Regions from separate parts of the Xenopus tropicalis genome. Here region 1 is linked to region 2. A link is a contact called in public Hi-C data. All regions are on one chromosome and are shown on one strand. The core of a region is the stretch at or near the end of the contact, and the rest is flanking DNA. Distances in the headings are between cores, read along the strand shown. Region 1 holds the start of plekhg1 (pleckstrin homology domain-containing family G member 1). Region 2 has its middle 28 kb from the start of iyd.

Region 1 (4,220 bases), core at 1,649-4,148, 39 kb before region 2:
TTATATCTCTACTTTGCTAAATTTAGTGGGTGTAGGTGGCAAAACAAGTGTTTTGAACACTTTTGCTTTGAAGGAATGGCATCAGACTTGAGCAATCTAACTGGTCAACCGGGCTGATGGTCAGTTGTCATTAGGCACCCGGGAGCAAGGTGGTCATGTGCTTCCACCAGGTTCGGACTGGGGGGGCGAAGGGCCCACCGGGACTCTTGTCCCAGGGGCCCTGCAGGTGCCCCCAGCCAGGCGCGTCCCCTAACCCCCCCCGCATGGGCCCCCCTAACCCCCCTCGCAGGGCGGGGGAGTGACGCATGGGTCGGGTCTGGGCCGCCAGGGCCCACCGGGATTTTTACCGGTTTCCCGGCGGCCCAGTCCGACCCTGGCTTCCACAGTGATTTCCCATTTTGCACTGTAAATTATGTCACACTCATATTCATAGAGGCTCTTTAGCCCAAAAGAACAACAACTACATTGGAGGAATAAAGCTATGCATTTGTATATACAGTATTAAGATGTATGTCAGAAAATTCATCAAGTCATCACAAACACAGTATATTTATTTAGAAATACTTCTAATCCCTCTTTGTAGGGCAGGTACATAGATGAAAATGAATAATCGAGAACTAAACTGAAAACAATGACATCAGAATTGAATGCCTGGGGTTTGTGCATACACCACATCAGGTAAACAAACACACTATAAGTAAATAATACTTCAAAATGTGTTTTTTTACAAAATGTTAGAGAACATAACTAAAATACCAGCAGATATTAAGAACTGTAATTCTGGTGTCACATTCCAGTGTGAGCTTGCAACAGTAATGGAGCACTTGATATATTTAACGAGCCATGATATAAGTGATACTATACAACATATAAGCAGCGATAATATATATGAACATTACCAACCTGAGATGCCTGTTTATCTATACAGATGCAGTTGCAGTTCACTGGAAATTGTACCAACTACAATGAATACTACAATGAATACTACAATGAATACTAAAGTGCATATTATTACTTAATTTTCTGTAAACATACTGACATCTTAGATAGATAGATAGATAGATAGATGATAGAATGAAAACATCTTATAAACAAAGAGCCCCTGCCCAGGCCTCCCCTTCCCAACCACACAAACCATACACCCCCAAACAGTGCTGCTCTTCTGTAACTAAGCAGAAAAGGATGAGCTGCATTGTAAGGTTAGCAGCCACCATGTCTGGCCACATTGGTTCCTGTACCTGACTCTTTGACTCCCAGACATGGAGGCCACCAACCCGACAGCTTTAACTTATCTGGTCAGGTACAGGGGAGCAAGGCTGTTCAGGGGAGTCTGGTTGGTCCATTTGGGGAAGGGATTTGTGCAGAGCCCCTATTCTTACAAAAAAAGGTTTAATTCATTAGCAAGCTTGCATTGGATTTGGTTCCTTCTTTCCACCAAATATATGAAGACTGGGATATACTAAGCATATATAGTAAAGTCAAGTTCCATCACTAACTGAAGCTTTCCAGGATTTACATATTGAAAGGAAGCAGTTGTTTTGTGTTGAAGTTATTACCGCTATTACTTACTGGGCTTGTCAAAAAAAACATCGACACCAAACATGTTCATTGAGCATGTTCTTACTATCTCATTATTTTACAATACAGATTTGTCTTTCACACACAAGCACATTCAAGGGAATACATATCAATTCATAATCTTTACATAGAGCTGGTGCAATAACATTCATTAACCATCTCACCTAATCTTTCAGAGGAGATTTGGATTACAGCATAAGTCTGGGTTGTTCCCTGCCAACAAGATAACACACCGAAACTGGACCAATTACAGATTTCTATCGATACAGGAATAAAACACACACGCTTGCTTAAGGGCTTGTTCAGGAAATAAATAAATATTATATATACTCCTAATAAAGATAATTGGCTGGAAAATATAATGTGAAACTGTGCAAACATAATGAACCAGTAACAGATACAGATTACTATTAACTCCTGTGTTGTTTTGTCTGCTTTGTAAAGAAGTCAGCTGGCAGTGAATGGCATAGAAGTATGTAACAAAGAATATTAACAACAAGAATATTCTCAAGAGAAAAATGCAGCTAACACCAATAGGGCACCAGATTTGCCATTTTACATAGGACACTCCATTCATGCTGAATGTGCAGATTGGCTAAATGACTTTGTAGTGTGCGCACTATACTGCAGTGAAGCAAGACAAGACCTGTCAGCTCACAGAAGTGAACGGATCACCCACTTTAGACCAAACTCAAAGGAATAACAATGCTAGCAAGTGAATGATGGTTTAAATGATTTTTTTTGTTAGGGATGAGAAAGGGCATCCCTACTGTCTCAATACTCTGCCCCATTGATGGAATCTATTAATTGATTCTTTGCACTCATTCTTCCTTTTCTTTAGATTGGAAGCCCATAAGAACAGGATCCTATCTTCCATTTGTTACAATGAAAACATTTAAGTCATTTTTATATTCAACATCATTAAAAATATTACTGCACTCTTGTGAAGCCTGAGCTCAGAGTTTTCTCTTATTGCATGTACTCTTGCCTGGAGCTGAATTGCTCTATGAACCTGCTCTGAGACTGGAATTTCAATTAGATATCCCCTTACATAACTGCGTTATTAAAAGTAGCCAAAATGGGATTTACCTTTTCCAGTTCAACGCTTCCTCCATATGATCCACTCTTTGAGCGCAACCCCATACGGGAAAAGACACAATGCTGCAGAGTAAGGCAGGTTTCCCTTGCTTATAGAATTCAGTCCAGCAAGAATGAAAAGAGCTTATTTTCGGAAGTCTGTTCCAAATCAGTCCGGGGTCTCCTATTACTAGTCTACATCCAGTCAATGCTTTTCAACACTGCAAAGAGTGCAAATACAGTCTAACGTGCAGTCACTGCCTTGTGTCCCTCCTCTAGCCCTACCCTCTCCTTCTGCTGCAGCTGATCCACCGTGAGACCTACCCCTCCTTTTCCTTCCCCTCCACTCCCCAGCTAAGGGTTGAGTCTGTAGGATATGACTCTGGACTAATGCCAATTTCAAGCAGTCAAATTATTTCTCCAGACCTTGAAAAGTCAACCACCGTTTTGAAGTATTTCCAGCCTTTTTGAACTGCTTTTACTTTAACCCCGTCCACATTGTCTGCAACAGACTTTTGTTGACTCATCTGCAGCCAATATTATGTTTAAGATGCCTGCTAAATTATTGTTATTAATAACATGTATTTAAGTACCAACATATTCTGCAGTGCTGTGCAATAGAGGGTTGTATACATCAAACAGACAATAGTGATCAATACTGAAGGCGAGAAGGCCTGCTCAACAATGCTAATAGTTTAAAAGGAGAAGACTGTCTATAACTGTACTACAGTGTAACTATAGAGAAAGACAGTCCCGGTTTTGGTAGCGCGTCCCGCTGTCCCAGATAGTTCCATGAATGTCCAGCATTTCCGTAATGCGGGACATTCATGGAACTATCCCTGACAGCGGGATGCGCTGGCTGTAATCAGGCGTTCGGTTCCTCTTCTTCAGCGTCTCCTCTATATGCAGCTCCTTGTTCGGCGGAGCCAGGCCCTTTTATAAGGTTGCGCCTGTGCGTATTGACGTCACACGCACGCACGGGCGCAACCTTATAAAAGGGCCTGGCTCCGCCGAACAAGGAGCCGCATATAGAGGAGACGCTGAAGAAGAAGCTTCAGCAGCAGAATGTATGGAGGCACTGTGTGGGGGGGTGCTAATGTGTATGGGGGGCACTGTGTGGGGGGCACCTGTGTATGGGGGGGCTACTCTGTATGGGGGGCACCTGTGTATGGGGGGGGCTACTCTGTATGGGGGGCACCTGTGTATGGGGGGGGCTACTCTGTATGGGGGGGCACCTGTGTATGGGGGGCTACTCTGTATGGGGGGCACCTGTGTATGGGGGGGCACCTGTGTATGGGGGGGCTACTCTGTATGGGGGGCACCTGTGTATGGGGGGGCTAATGTGTTGGGGGGCACCTGTGTATGGGGGGGCAAAACTGGTACATAGTTATAACTCACTTATAACTGACTGCCTTCTCTCTATATTTGTATTTTATATGTAGGAGTTGCTATATTGTTTTCCTTAGGTAGTACAGTATGAGGGTATAGCACATTTGCGTCTGATCCCGCCATTTCATCTATATAAAAGGAGTATTTTTTTAAAAAATGGGGTGTGGTAATCGGGG
Region 2 (4,164 bases), core at 499-2,998:
TATTTAAAATGTTAAACTTTCTTTGGAAACCCATTGACCAGTTAGCTTCACGTTTCTCCACTCTTTCATAGAAAAACAGGCAATGCTGCTTCAATTTTCCCATATAAATTGGTTCAAATCCCAGTTGCCAAGCAAATTCCACTAATTTTGCTCTTTCATTTTAAATGCTTCTTGGGGGCAACTTTTAGTTTACCTAGCAAAAATATATATTATATTTTCCAGACAACATAAGCTCTCTAAACATGCCAGAATTAGCTATTAATTCAACTTCTGTAACAAGACATATGGCATTTAAGTCATAATCATATTTTCATTATACAGAGAAATATAATGTAAACATATTCTATTACATACATGAAATCACATCTGATCTGGAAAGCTCCATACCCCCGAGCATGCCAATACCAATTAAGCACAGATTTATGGAGATTCCTAACTTGTGTAGATCAAAAAAAGCCGCAGGACTATAAAGGGGGATTTTCAAAACATTGCGCCAGAAATAATAATATTTTGAACTACAAAACCAAAACACGGGCTAAACTTTAAAATATTCCTTTTTATAGCCCATATTTTTAAAAGCAGTTATCACATTAAATACAGAAAATTACAACATAACTTATAGACATTACAAATAAATATCTTTCTCCAATTTCTTCACCCACTAGTTCACAAGTCACCCAAGGACAAATATAGCCATGATTATTGGTTATTGATTATAGGGACTTCCTGAACAATAAGGGAATGTTAACCCATTGGGTCCCCTAAAATTACTACAAATAGATAGGGTACCAAAAATATGTGCCTTCTAGAGACCCATTTTAGAACTTGAAAAACCCTCATGGAGGCCTTGTTTACATTGGGTACTAATAAAAATAACCATAAATATGAACATCACAGGGTCAGAGAGGGCAAGCAGGACACATGAATTTAAGGATTTGGATTCGATTCGGCCAGAGGCATGGATTCGGCCAAATACGAATCCTGCTGAAAAAGGCCGAATCTTGGCCGAATCCTGGATTTGGTGCATCCCTAATTCTTGGCAAGCCGAAAATACGCCCCTCCACTTGAAAAAACTTCTATTGGGCCTGCACCGGGAAGCATTGAATACATTCAAGTGCCTACGTGTCTAGCCAATAACCGCCGAAAATACAAAGTCTTGCATTTTTTGGTGTCTATCGGCTACCTGTGCCTGTACCCGAGCGTATTCAATGCTTCCCGGTGCAGGGCCAAGTTTTTTAAAGTGGAGGGGCGTATTCTTAGCAAGTGTTTTTCAGCTTGCCGAGAATACGACAAGTCTAACATTAGCTTTAACTACAGCAACCTGCGCTGTGCGACCAGTCGAGGAAGGATTTCTTGACAAGGCTATTTCTGAAAGAATCAAAACTGACCACTTAATGCATTACCATTTTATTAGATTTATTTGTAGGCCCTGGCATTTCAAGTACACAGAATTCCAAACAGCCCCCCACCAGTCCACTAAATAGTGACTGTCTATGGCATCTTACAGCAGCCCCTCTGGCATTTGCCAAAATCCACAGCTTGCCTGACTGGGTCTGCACTGTCTTTACTTAAATTACAAAATAGGATGAAAAGCCTAATTTAAAACTTCCACTGTTTTGTCTTCATACTTCTTCCCCAATTACAATTTAATTTAATTACAAAAGAAAATTGACAAGGCCCTGGGGTCTGCTTTGGCCATGGACAATACCTGTCTTCTTCACACGTATTTGTGGCGGACAAGAGACAGGGTAATAACAAAGGATAATTGGATAAAGGCAACAGAGCATAAAAGAGTTGAAGGTTCCGATGAAAGGAAGATACAAGAAAAGAAGAGCAAAAAGTAATGGGGGGAGAACATAAAACTGGCAACAGAATGGAAAAGCAGAATGGGCCAAAGCAAAAACAGCCAAACAAAGGGAAGGTAAAGTATATCAGATTTAAAGATTGAAGATAGAGAAATCAGAAAAAAAAGAAACAAAAACTACAGAAAAAACAGGCGCCCCTGTGCCCCCAAACCAGGTAGTTATTTTTGAATTCCTGACTTGGGGGCAAGTTTTGGTTGAATAAAAACAAGATTTCCTACCAAATAAAGCCCCCTGTAAGCTGATAGTGTGCATAGAGGCCCCTAATAGCCAATCTTAGCCCTTATTTGGCACCTCCATGAACTTTTATGATGCTTGTGTTGCTTCCCAAGTCTTTTTACATTTGACTGTGGCTCCCGAGTAAGAAAGGTTCGGGACCCCTGCTTTTAGGGGGACATAATGAATAGGAGGCGCGCTGCCTATGGACGATGGTACTGTATCAGCATAGATTTCCTATGCGTTTAAATAAGAAGCAATGTCAGGTGGGAAACACTGTTTTAATGCTTGATTTTCACGCCATGTTAAGTCTGAAATGTTGGTGTATGGTCCATGACCTCATTTTTAATAATGGAAGTTTGTCGGTTGTAATAATTTATTTAGTGTGTAGGTTGTTATAATTTGCTTAGTGTGAGTGGGTAAACATTCTTCTAAGGATAATATAATCTATAATCTAAATATAATCTAAAGAATCTGAAGAAAATCCTTTAGCTATATTGGTCACTATTAGGCCCTGGAAGTAATGGAAGGCAACATGTTACTGGGTAAAATGTCTGGATCTATTATGAGGGATTTTATATTGGAATGGCTGTATTGTTACCTCAGCTGTCATCATGTAGGCAATGAGCCATGGCAGCATGTACTCAGCCTTATTATGCACAGACTTACTTTTTAATAAAATTTAAACAACACCTGACTGTTTTATTACAAGTGCACACAGCATACAAAGAAATACAGAGAATGTTTTATGTATATTTCCTAAAAAAAAAAAGTTCCAGCAGTTTATTACTCAAACGTTTATGACTCTATTTCTGTCTTATGCAACATTAAATTTGAAAGTTTATAGTTTCCTGTGATTATTATCAATCATTTCAAAGTTTGTTATTGAAGGAAATATTTACATGCAGTCAGGACCTTCATTTAACCCATTTTTAGTAGAAGTAGAAGCCCTGCTTCTTTACTCCAGACAATTTGTATATTGTAGTATGCATGATAAATAGTGCAAATACTTCATAAAACCATGATTATGCAGCTAAAGGCAAATATAGTAATGGGTACCAGTCAGATCCTGGGGTGTATGCGGGGTGTTCCCAGCCTGTTACAATATCACAGCTATAAATACCAATGCTAAAACCTAACATTTATCTATACATACTAATATAAAAAGTTGACTACATCTAAATCATCCAGGTCTGTTGCACTTATTAGTGCTGTCCAACTCCCCTTTTTAAACCAAACCCACTTCAAACCACACCCAAGGGCTTTTAAGACCATAAGCACATTAAAGGTGGTACCACACCAAAAAAAACAAAAACAAATCATTTGTTCTCACTGCAGGGATATCACCCAGTAAGTGTATTATGTCATATTTAGACATACCCTTAATTCCATATGCCTCCTCCAACATAATTAAAAACCTTAGAGACTCCCTAACAACTTCATAGCATATTTCCAAATGCTAACAAAATCCCACAACAAAACCCCTGCCAGAGTATGGCACACACAGGCAGCATAGGGCAAATGTATAGTGAATTTTTGGGTGGGATAATGTCTGTGTAATTGATGTACATATGGACTTATTTTTTTAAAAATGTGTAAAACATTTTTATAATTTTTTTGCAGATTAATAATTTGGAATTATGTCTTTTTTCATGAAGGTTTCACTTATGCACATTGCTCTGATTTATTTAGTGTTATAAAATTATGCATTTGTACATTTTGGCTTTTACAGATTGTTTAAAGGTTAAATATGCTAATTGCACAATTGTGTATGCTAATGAAGTGTGAGACTATTTAATCATGTTCACTGCACTGGTTTGTATGCCTGACGAAGGGGTACGCCCCCGAAACGTTGCTGCTATTTTTTGAATAAACACGCAGGGGCCAAGACCTGCTTTAATTACACTCATTGTACCGTTTTTTTGCTGGACTGCGTTGGGAGTGTCGACTCTCTGGGCTGTGCACCGAGTAAGAATTGTTGGAGGAGGTAAGGGTGTGCTGGGAAAACTTTCTTTGTTTCAGGCATAGTATGGCACACACTGTATGTCTGCCCTATGCTGCCTGTGTGTGCCATACTCTGCCTGCC

The links. Hi-C and Micro-C count contacts between places; a contact is called where the count stands out from the background.
Region 1: a contact with region 2 is called in a Hi-C map of neurula embryo, with 2.3 times the contacts expected there. The contact joins the promoter of plekhg1 here to the enhancer-like site in region 2. A contact is called at or near these places in 3 of 5 Hi-C or Micro-C datasets (brain, neurula embryo and tailbud embryo).

The regions. Positions count from the first base shown.
Region 1 is chr5:44,585,026-44,589,245 of UCB_Xtro_10.0, reverse strand. It overlaps plekhg1 (pleckstrin homology domain-containing family G member 1), which reads right to left and starts at 2,898. Exons shown (of 18, transcript XM_018094254.2): 1 at 2,668-2,898.
Region 2 is chr5:44,545,310-44,549,473 of UCB_Xtro_10.0, reverse strand. No RefSeq gene overlaps it. Among named protein-coding and RNA genes, the nearest start is that of iyd, 28 kb to the right of the region's middle. Within about 2 kb of position 1,748, at least 1 of the 11 cell types and tissues checked has an H3K27ac peak or open chromatin away from gene starts, as enhancers often do. A contact at or near this core is called in neurula embryo, where this site is marked.